Linked DNA regions of Danio rerio: region 2 is linked to region 1. The links are chromatin contacts, called in public Micro-C maps. All regions are on one chromosome and are shown on one strand. Each heading gives the region's core, a stretch centred on a gene start, on an enhancer-like site or on the middle of the called end of the contact. The rest is flanking DNA. Distances are from core to core; before and after follow the strand shown. Region 1 overlaps mcu (mitochondrial calcium uniporter). Region 2 holds the start of micu1 (mitochondrial calcium uptake 1).

What was found. Hi-C and Micro-C count contacts between places; a contact is called where the count stands out from the background.
Region 2: a contact with region 1 is called in a Micro-C map of caudal fin, with 4 times the contacts expected there. The contact joins the promoter of micu1 here to the enhancer-like site in region 1. A contact is called at or near these places in 2 of 18 Hi-C or Micro-C datasets (caudal fin and hematopoietic stem cells).

What each region holds. Positions count from the first base shown.
Region 1 is chr13:4,703,427-4,709,498 of GRCz12tu, forward strand. All of the region lies in intron 2 of mcu (mitochondrial calcium uniporter), which reads right to left. Among named protein-coding and RNA genes, the nearest start is that of oit3, 42 kb to the left of the region's middle. Within about 2 kb of position 2,290, at least 5 of the 62 cell types and tissues checked have an H3K27ac peak or open chromatin away from gene starts, as enhancers often do. A contact at or near this core is called in caudal fin, where this site is marked.
Region 2 is chr13:4,821,431-4,827,588 of GRCz12tu, forward strand. It overlaps micu1 (mitochondrial calcium uptake 1), which reads left to right and starts at 2,697. Exons shown (of 14, transcript NM_001083833.1): 1 at 2,697-2,847.

The DNA of each region.
Region 1 (6,072 bases), core at 1,040-3,539:
ACGACACACACATATCTACTTTAAAGTGACAAAAAAGTCTGACTGGAGTGTTTGAAAGTCGTGTCTATCAGGGTTTGAATGCAACTTTAATCCGCTGACGGATCAGCTGATAGACGTGAATTTCAAAGACTCAAGTGTCTTGTAAACCGATGATCATTATAGCCAATCACTGTCATATCTATTAAGCATGTGAACACAATGGCCAGTGTTCAAGAATCCACTCAGATGTTGATGTCGCCAAACAATCATTGGGTTGATATGAGAAAATTGCTTGATTGAAAGATGACTGAGGGAGAGGAGTAAAGGCTAAACTATGCTATGGTAATTACTATTAGTTCAGGATAGTTAATAATGATACTACATTTTGTAGTGTAATTCATTAATGGAGAGTTGTAAATATCTATATACATTTTAATTGTGTGTGTGTGTGTGTGTGTATATATATATATATATATATATATATATATATATATATATATATATATATATATATATATATATATATATATATATATATATATATATATATATATACACACACACACACACACACACACACACACACAGTTGAAGTCAGAATTATTAGCCCCCCTGAATTATTAGCGCCAGTTTATTTTTTTCCCTAATTTCTGTTTAATGGAGGGAAGATTGCTTCAGCACATTTCTAAGTAGAAAAGTTTCAATAACTTATTTCTAATAACTGATTTATTTTATCTTTGCCATAATGACAGTAAATAATATTTTACAAGACACTTTTATATAGCTTAAAGTGACATTTAAAGGCTCAACTGGGTTAGTTAGGTGAACTAGGCAGGTTAGGGTAATTAGGCAAGTTATTGTATAACGATGGTTCGTTCTGTAGACTATCGGGAAAAAAATTAGCTTAAAGGGGCTAATAGTTTTGTCCCAAAAATGTTTTTATCAAAATTAATAACTGTTTTTATTCTAGCCGAAGTAAAACAAGACTTTTAATAAGAATAAGTAAGACTTTTTCCCATAAGAAAAAATATTATCAGACATACTGTGAAAATTCCCTTGCTCTGTTTAACACACACACAAACACACACAAACACACACACACACACACACACACACACACACACACACACACACACACACACACACACACACACACACACACACACACACACACACACACACACATATATATATATACTGTGCTGTGTATACTATAATGTTTCTGTTTAGTACAGCTTATTATTTACAATAAATAATTGAACTGAACTATTCTGCCTTATGACAGTTTTATGATCACTAAGATATGATTGACTTGGATTTGAGTAGCTTTGATTTAAAAATGAAAATTACAAAAATAGCTAAGATGTAGTTTAGCTACTTTTGCCAAGTAGCTTTTAGCTTGGCTCGTTACATTTCAAAAAAGATAGCTTTAAGTGTAGTTAAGCTACATTTGAAGAAGAGTAGCTAATAGCTTAGCTCATTACATTTTTCAAGTAGCTTGCCCAACACTGGCTTTCAAGATGAAAATAAAGGAAAAAGCTCGAAATGTGCAAGTTATTCCCTACAATTAAAACTAACAGATGCTAATGTTGTCTTAATTGATGTTCAACACACACAAATCTGTTGAAATCTCAGAAAATTTAGTTCAGGGTTGCATGAGCCTTTCAGCAGGACAGCAACACAAACATTTCACTTGCACAGTCAAATCTGTTTAAATAGTTGTGGCATACCCCATTTGTTCAGGCTTGCCTGACAGCAGGCTAAGACCGAGCTGAGATCGCAGATCAAAATGTTTAGTCCTCAAAACGCAAGAACCACTGAATCATGAGAATGCGAAGTTAATAACTCTTAAGTACTTTGTGTATTTATTTTCAACACAGACTAGGAATAGATCCAATAATGGACAAGGGTGACGTAGGTTCATACTCCACAATGAAGTAAACAGCAACAATAGTCAAAACATGAGAGAATAAATAGTTCACTAAAATGTATATATGTATATTTCAGATTCAGTGTGCAACAACCTTAAAGCCTAAAAAAACATCCATCTTTCGGGAACCAGCAGCTGGGTGTTTCTGAAGTGAAAGGCAGCCAGAAGGGAACCACATGTTTTGAATCCAGGGAAAATACATCACGATTTCCACTGTGCCTCTAGAGAGGACAATCACCACAAGGCTCGAGACAAATATAGAAATAGAAGGCAGAGAGAAATGGAGTTGTGACCAAACTGAATGCAGTTTCTATATTAAGATGACAGAAATTCAGGAGATATATGCACTACACAATGCTTATGAGCACAAACGGTTTGCCGAGTGGTCATTTCAGCATGCACCTGGAGTCCGACTAGTGTCAAGGACTATAGAATACATAAGACATGTTACTCGTGTAGTTTTGAATGAGGAAAAGTGTAACGGTCAGTATGGCAGATGAAGCCCTGCCTCCAAGTACAGGAGCCATTCATTGATCGATACAGACTGAAGATTCTTCAGGGGAGGGGCTCGGACAAGACTTGAGTTTCTTGTGTGATTCAAACATTTAGAAATTAAACTAAAGAGACCATTGTTTAGTTTTATTGATCATCCCTAATATGAAACGTAAATAATCGTGAGCTTCCCTACTGAAAAAGCCTGGTTGGCTGGTTTTAGCTGGTCGACCAGGCTAGTTTTAGAGGAGTTTTGGCCATTTCCAGGCTGGTTTCTAATCATTTCCAGCCTGGTCTTAGCTGGTCAGGCTGGGTAATGACCAGCTAAAACCAGCTTGATCAGCCTAGCCAGGCTTGGAGCCCAGCCAAAACCAGCTTTGTCCAGCTTAAACCAGGCTGGTTTTAGCTGGACATTTTCCAGCCTGACCAGCTAAAACCAGGCTGGAAATGATTAGAAACCAGTCTGGAAATGTCCAAAACCCCTTTAAAACCAGGCTGGTCGACCAGCTTAAACCAGCCAACCATCTTAGGCTGGTTTAAGCTGTTTTTTTTCAGCAGGGTTTGCAAACAATTTTGGAGAGATCGAGGTTTCCTCATGCCCAAGTCCAAGCGTACTTCCCGAGAGGTGTTTCAAAGATGGCCGCCGAGTTAAATGACTTGCCTTAACAAGACTTGGGAGTCAAGGCGAATAGTTTTGATTCAGACTCAGCAATGCTTTCGAAGCTGTTCCATGTCCTCCTGAAATAGATCTCTGGATATTTGCACCTACGCATCACATATCTACGCACTGGCTCTCCACCTACACGCACACACTGCCCCACTAACCTGACGGCACTCCAAAACACTCCACGGCATTTACACACAGAGCAGACTTACTAGCATCGAGTCATTGGAGCAGCAGTCAAAGCTCAGGTCTCGTAATGGGACGGTTGTTGGTTCGCACAAGGACTAAGTGGGAAGCAAGTTATGACCTATCAGTTTGTCCTGGAGCACTTACGGTAGTTGCTCCAGGTGTATTTCCTCTAAAAACACTTGCTCTTAACATCTCCTTTCATTCCCAATGTAAGCAAATGATTCAGTCTACTGTAACACTGTGACCTACATGCTTAGATGAAGCACAAAGGAGCAGATGTCAGATGCAGACGCTTACAAGTTACAACTTAGCCTAGTTATGATGTTACAACTTGCGAGTTTATAGAAAATCCCAGCATGTCATCATTAGACTTCTTGAGATCCCGGACTAAGAGTAACTCTTGGAATCAAGCAGTAGCTTGACTGAATTTCCTCATCCTTTAGCCATATGATAATTGGGCTCATTGGAATTACGTGCTTCAGCATGCATTTTTGTGAGGCTGCAAATACTTACATCAATACTAGGGGTGTCACGATTTCGATTTTTAATCGAAATGGATCGAAATTTATGCTCAATTTCGATTATCGAATCAAAAAATAGAATCGTTGACGCTGCCACGCCCCCATGTCACGTCAGCTTGGCTTGCCAAGCGGGAAAAAACAGGCTTGTAGAAGTGCTTGTTAAACTGCAGAAGCAGGAGACCCGTCGACAGAGCTTAAATCCTCTCCTCTTTCAATGAAGTCGCCGGTGTGTAGGCATTTTGGATTTCCAGTGAGTTATGTTGACAACGTTCATGTTGTCGACAAAAAAAAACAACACAGTTTTGCAAGCTCTGCTATGTACGTATTAGGGTTCGTCCGATAGACAACACCGACATCGTGATCCTCCGCCCGCCCCCGTTGCAAATCCGCTCGCGAAAAGTACACACTCAGGCCCTGTTTAAACTGTCTTTGTTTTTAAATGGCATTTTAGAATGACAACGATTTGACATCCACAGTGGCGTGTAGCATTTCTGAGCAGCCCTCCTTCCTCTCTACCTCTGACACACACACACAGACACAGACGCACACACACATCCCTGGGCTCGAGACAGCGCGTTCAGGCAGTCAAGAGGATCAGTAGACTGCTTCAATCTTTCACTCACTTGTACTTAGTGATTTTAGCGAACACCTCAGATACTGTTGGCTGGTTCCTGTTGGTTGTGCGTCTTTTTTTACCGACGCCATTATAACGACACAGATCACTGCCTATTCACGAGTCCCGCAGAAAAAGTGATTGACAGGTGGTAATTATGTGTGTATCTTACCTTTATTCATTTACTGTATGATTTGTTTATGGGTAAAACAAAGACCATGCAGGTCAGGTAGTTTAAACGGTAGGCTACAAATAAATAATTAATTGGTCATTAATTAATTAATTATTCATAATCGAAAATCGAATCGTGACTTTTGAATCAAAAATGTAATCGAATCGAGGATTTGGAGGATCGTGACACCCTTAATGAATACAGATATAATACTTATATGTATAATACAATATGTGTTTGTCTGCAATTTTTTGGTTAAAAAAAATTTATTACAGGGCAGTATGATGCCAACAACTTTTGTTTCTTTTCACATTAATGATATTTACAGACATATTACTGATGAACGAAGGCTTATTTTAGTGCAGTTCTTTTAACGCTAAATAAATAAAACAAAACAATCAAATGCATTTGCCTCATATCTATTTCCTTAAGTACAATATTTCTACTATGGTCAGTTTTGTCTGGTCACTTAGTGCCGTGTTGTACTTGTGATGCAGAGTTCTCTGGTTCGAGTCTGGTTAAGCACGCTTCCAAAAACCAAATGAAAGCAATGTAAAATCAAGGTAAAACAATGTAGCTGCAGGGCACTTTTACGTTTTTGAAAGCACTATTGGTTGTGTTTAGGTAAGTAGTCCACTAGGTGATCTGTACAAGTCCCACCTTCTTGTAGACTTGTACAAAAAGGATGTGTATCTGTAATGTTTAAGCATACAATAAGTAACGAATTTCATAATTCACAAAAATGTAGACAGCGCCATCTAGTGAATTTGTCTCCTGAACTGTGCAACAAAATGTACACAACGAATTTTACTTTATAAAAAATAAAAAAAGACAACACAACAAAAGTAGGTAAATTATGACCATTTTTGTGTGAACAGTTCATTTAAATATTATGTACATACATAAAGTTTTTGGAAATCATGTGGTATTAAAGATGCAGTAGGAGATCTGGAAAAATGCTTACATTAGCCGGATAGCATTGAAAACGCACATCCCTCCCACAAGCTAACTGTTTTCCAAAGCCATAACATAACACAACACTACATCATGAGTCATTCATCTGTGTGAAAACTTTATACCTGGGTTTTACTGGCAGTTTCTTCATAGCTGACTAAGCGGAAGAGCACTATCAGAAGAAAGGAGTCTTAATAACAAGTATATTGTCGTTGTCCATTTCGCTGTTTAAAGTTCACTTACAAAGCAACAGCTGACGCATTTGTATTACATTCATTTTCATATAGAGTTCCGTTATCAGCACTGCAGTTTAGAATTTAACTTCCATGCTGACAGGACTATTGGGCAATTGGGAAAAAGCAGCTTTGTCACTATGTTACGATCACCAGCAATCCATAATTGGCAGATTGCTAAAGAACTACACATATGCCATAACAAACTACATTTCCCATCAGGCACCTCACACATCAGTTTCGGATCACCCCTGATTACTTGCACACGTTTGTCACTCATGAAGACTGATTATATGGACTATAAATGCAGAACTCATTCTCACAC
Region 2 (6,158 bases), core at 1,447-3,946, 120 kb after region 1:
ATTTTAATGCAAAGGGAGACATTGGCTTTTAAAGAGTTAGCTTAGCAAAGCCTACAGCGAATGAATTTTGGGGACTACAAAAAACTACATCCGGGTTAGTCAGATTACAAAAGCTTCAGGTTACACGCATTCACCATGCGCACAGACCATGCATTGTTTCTGCAAACTGTATTTATCAAGTCTGAATATAAAACAGAGAGTTATTAAATTAATACCATTAGAAGCTGGATATTATCACAGACTATTGCTACACAACTGTGTTTAAACCCCTTATAAAAGTGATTTTTGCATAATAGGCCCTCTTTAAATCTTGGTTAATTCTACTGACATAGCCACGGTGGTCTGTACCAATTCTTTGCTTCACAGGCATGTTGATTAATCAGCTGATTAAGTGTAGGTAGGACGGCACGGTGGTTAGCACTGTCACCTCACAGCAAGAAAGTTGCTGGTTTGAGTCTCGCCTGAGTCAGTTGACCCCCCCCCCCCCCTACAGTCCAAACACATGCGCTATAGGTGATTCCCAATACTGGGTTGTGGCTGGAAGGGCATCCGCTGTGTAAAGCATATGCTGGATAAGTTGGCGGTTCATTCCACTGTGGCAACCCCCTGATGAATAAAGGGACTAAGCCTGAGAAAAATGAATGAATGAATGAATGAATGAATGAATGAATGAATGAATGAATGAATGAATAAGTCTATGCAGATAGCAACTACGTTCAAACCAGTTAAAAGTTACATACCGTATCACCCATATCTAGTTTATCTGGATTTTCTGGCATGGTGATGTACTACTATTAATAACAACACAATGAAACACAGCACAAAAGACAAAAGCATAGTCTTACAGATGTATTACATAATAAATGTAAAAAGTTGTAATAAACTTTGGAAATGAATGTCAGGAGATCAGAAGACTTAAAGAAATTAGGAATTAGGCTCATTTTACAACTCCTCTAGAGTTAAACAGTTGAGTTGAACCATTTTGTTAATCCCTTTTCATACCGGAAAAAAAGCAAAGAAAAAAATCCAGTCCAAAATATATATTTTCATTCATTCATTCATTCATTTTCTTTTAGACTTAGTCCCTTTATTAATCAGAGGTCGCCACAGCGGAATGAACCGCCAACGTATCCAGCATATGTTTTACGCAGCGGACGCCCTTCCAGCTGTAACCCAGTACTGGGAAACACCCATACACTCTTGCATTCACACACATACGCTTCAGCCAATTGAGTTTATTCAGTTCACCTATAGCACATCTGTTTGGACTTGTGGGGTAAACCAGAGTACCCGGAGCAAACCCACGCAGAACATACAAACTCCACACAGAAATGCCAACTGACCAAGCCGGGACTCAAACCAGCGACCTTCTTGCTTTGAGGTGACAGTGCTACCCACTGTGCCACCGCGCTGCCCATATATATTTTGAATATATGGTAAATATAGGCTATTTCTGTGTTGTTCAATAAAACATATATTTGAATACTGAAATAATATTTAATTTTAACCAAAAGGTGAAGATACAGTAATACATTTCCAACCTTACAGTAGAATGTGTATGGAGAGCATAGTATCCATTATTTATAACGTCGTTCTTTGATTTTCCTTTCAGCTTAGTCCCTTGATTAATCTGGGTTCGCTACAGCGGAATGAACCGCCAACTTATCCAGCATATGTTTTACACAGCGGATCCAACCCAGTACTGGAAAACATCCACACACACACTCATTCATTAATTTTCTTTTCAGCTTAGTCCCTTTATTAATCTGGGTTCGCTACAAAAGAATGAACCGCCAACTTATCCAGCATATGTTTTACACAGCGGATGCCCTTTCAGCTGCAACCCAGTACAGGGAAACATCCATACACACTCATTCACACACATGTGGACAATTTAGTTTCTTCAATTTAGCTATAACGCATATGTTTGGACTGTAGGGGAAATCACAGCACCCGGAGGAAACCCACATGAACACAGGGAGAACATGCAAACTCTACACAGAAATGACCTAGCCGAGGCTCAAAGCAGCAATCTTCTTGCTGTGAGGCGATAGTGCTACCAACTGTGCCACTGCGTCACCCGTATCCAATATTTCTAATGTATTTATTGTATTAATAGTAATAATAATATTAAAAATAACGACAACAGTAACATCTTATTTATCATAAAACCTGTTGGAAATATAAATAATTTTGGTAACACTTTATTTCAAGTTCCATTAATGCTATTAACAAACCACAAACTAAGACTATTAGCTCAATAAACCGTTAATTAGCTGCTTATTAACAGTTAGTAAAATGGAAGATGGGTTTAGGTTTTGGGTATAATGAGGGATGTTGTTATGTAGAACAAAATCATACTTCATAACCATGTTAACCATTTGCAGCGTTTTAAAGGATGACAACCCTAATTAAGTAATTTTTTGTCGTGTGTGAAAATGTAACGCCATGTCAACAAGCCTCTTCTAAAAGAACAAAACAGGTTTTTAACGTCCTCACCTATCAAACTGAGTGTTTAGAAATACACAATTTTGTTGTTTGTCAACCGCCAATATATATTGAAGAAGAAGAAGAAGAAGAAGAAGAAGAAGAAGAAGAAGAAGAAGAAGAAGAACGGAGTGTTTTGCAAACTGATGGAAGATCCCACAGACTGAGCAGATAAGGGGAGGCGGAGGCTTGACGTTTGCTGTGGGTGTGTTTGTGTGTGTTCGGCCTCCGTAGACGCGGAACTTCAGCGCAGAAAGTCAACGCGACTAACGTTAAAGCAGAATCGTAGAGGAATCTGCAGTTCTTACAGAAAAACATCTTTCCTGCAGGACTTTATCTGACGTTGCCTTAAGTGTCTGAGTAAGTGTATAATACCCGCTCGCTTTAACATCAAGGGGCTAAGTTAGCGAGACTAGCCAAATCTAGTGTGATTTCAGATAGGAGAGTTTTCCCTGTAACGTTACGTGACTGGTCGTATCTTCATGGCATGCTTAAGCTGAAAGGTCTAGAATGACAAATCCCCATGTTGCTAGACGTCTTATAATAGTATATTTAATGTTTCTCAGTAAAGGAAGCAGTTAAATATGTAATCGCTGTGTAGCTCATGCTAATGCTCCAGCTGCACATCGCCTCAGATCATCATAATAACAACTTCAGCTCAATATTAAAGCTGATGTAACGTGTCCATGTTGAAAAGAGACATAGAAAAACACAGTTTATGTTATAATTGTGAGGCAGTGACATCGTTATTTGACTGTTTTTGTTTTTTTAACATTGACAAGTGTTTATAAAATATCGTGTTGACATTGTTGGTATTAATGTATATGTCATATCTCGCGATACATACCATGTTTTTTGGTTTGTTTTTACATGTACTCTGGGCAATTTTTTGTTGTTGTTTAGAAGAACTCTAAACATTAAATTCTAATTCATAAAAAGATTGTAGAAATACACTATGTATAATGAAATACACAAAAGAAATGCTGGCTTCCAAAGCTAGAATTGGTTTTATATTCACACATTCAGACTTTCTCTTTAATAATATAATTTCATTACAGTATTCTTGCAAATTCTAAATAGAGAAGTCATATTAACAGCCAATTACTATTAAAGTACGTTATTCACAGTCAATTAAATAGTGCTAATGTTGTTTTGAAGTCATGCTTTCATATGATTTCAGACCAAATGTTCAAACTTCCATGGTAAACAATATAGGCAACATGTCACAAGTTGTTTCTGAATAAATGCGTGAATATAAAACTAACCTTACCTTTTACTAAATTGTTTTTCACAAATTTAAGCTGATTTAACATGAAACAATTAAGTCCCAAAAAAACTTAAGAATTTTGTTGCTCACTTTGTAGATTTAGGATCTCATTTTAGTAGTTTGGACAAGCAAAAAAGGTCAGTGTTTTTTTGAGTGTTTAGTAGTGGTGTAACAGATCACCAGTCTCATGGTTCGGATCATGCTGTAGTTATTGAGTCACGGATCGGACCATTTTTTGCATCAGCAAAAAGGGAGGAGACGAATATCATTTGCTTTCCATTTATACAAAACATTACTGTAAAAACCATTGGTTTAACAAACAGAACCTGTAATTTTATTACAAATAAAAATCAAAAAAGAATCAGCTGAGTAAAGAAAAAATATTCAATACAAAAGATTATCTATGCTACTGTTGCTGATAATGCTAAATATAGAAATAGAACATCATGTTCAAAGTATCATATTTATTTTCAATTAATGATTCAACAACTCGCACATAAAATTTCAAGTTTCATTATAGCTCGACCATTTTTTAAAACCTATTCAGTGACATCGTTTAGATGGTTATATGTCGCCACCAATTGGTTACACAATGTAATTGCTACAACATTCACCAGCGTCAAGTTGCCTTAAACTGTGATTTTATGTACAATCCCAATTCTATTTTTGTACCCCTTTCCCCTACCCTATTTTTAAATGGCATGATGGTAAAACATGAACGCGGTTATAAATGTATAAAAACCAACGCAATCACATGGCAATTCGTAACTTTTTAATTTATTGGCTAATTCGTATGAATTTGTACGATCTAATTCGTACAATTTAGTACGATTTGCTCATCACCCAATGACGGTTGGGATTAGGGGTGGCGTTAGAAGCCACGCCTCCTTTTTAAAATCGTACATTTTTGTATGACTCAACTTTAGCCACTAAAACTGACAAAACGTAAAATACTTACGTTTCCTCGTGAGATCAGGCTAGTTAAAACATGTGCTTGTTGTAAAAAAAAAGTTCACAAAAAGTACTAATTTGTGGATCTCCTATCTTCCGGGTGCGGCTATGCTGCCGTTATGGCTGGTGTTTTCTGGGAAATTCTTTTACCCCTTGGTTTCGAGTGTGGTCCTGAAAAATCTCTGTTCGAAGAGGGATCTACCCCTTACCTTTAACCCTACACCTTCAAGCTAAAAAGAATTAGGAAACCCATATCCCTTTACATGAATGTACAAAATGAGGGGTAAGAGGAAGGGCTAAGGGGTAGAATTGGGATTGGGCCTTAATCTTTACCATAAACATCAGTGTGTTTATCTGAGCTATAAACTGTGCTCCCAGTACATCTGTGCTATTTAACTGTTTGTAACAAACTGAAAAAGTGTAAGAACGTAATCTCTCTCGATCAAATGCAGATTTGAATGCAGCGATTTGAAGGATTAATAAACACATGCAAATCACCATCATTTATCATTCATGCTGCGCGGGTTTGAATTGAGATCACAATCTTTTAACGTTAAATTGTGCAGCTTTAAAATGAATGCATTAATGCAGGTTAAACAAACAGTGACAGAAAGTTATATTTAACAGGGAATCCAAAATGCTTTCATCACGTTATTCGTGATTTGAATAACGCGGGAGGTGATCTCTCTGCAATTGTTATAAATGTTGGATTAACCTTAAAAAAAAAGTAAATCGTAAAGTGATTCGTTACTCCCCTGCCAAACATACGCAATCAGTTAACCATGCAGTGGAACTCTCACTGCACACGTTTCATACTGCTGGTTATGTGTGCGTGAGAATGGTCAACACTCCCACAGACAATCCCACATGCTCTGCAGTCTGCAGAGACCCACAGAGATGCGCCTTTTGGACCATTACAATAATGCCTCTAACAGTTTTAGGAGTTTTATACAACGACCGGATTCGGAAAACGATAAATGAAGTTTCTCAAACTAATTTCGAGAGGAGCACGTGATATGATTGACTGCAGTTGGCCACTCATCTACACTCTTTAGCTAGCCAATCAGATTGATCCAAACTCACTATAAGGAACCTAGCTAAGAACTACTCCCTTATCTTCGTTTCCCGAAGAAACTCCCCATCCACCCCTTCTCCTCCTTTCCTCTTTTGCCAAGGGGAGCTCTCGAGAACTCCTGATCTCGTACTCCCCTCACATGTTCTATGGACCTGGCGGGAGCCCTGAGCTCAACTATCTCCGAGCTCAGGGTTCTCTCCCGGGACAGCATGCCAAACCTGCTAACTTGCTAACAAGTTTTCAAACAGTATCTAAGTGTGACCTCTTGAAAACACTGTTTATTTTAATTGTACCTTTTTCTTCATTGTATTTATATCTTGTATTATATTTTATGCAGATGACTCCCACTGCAGAATCATCCCAAAATGATCAAGTGTT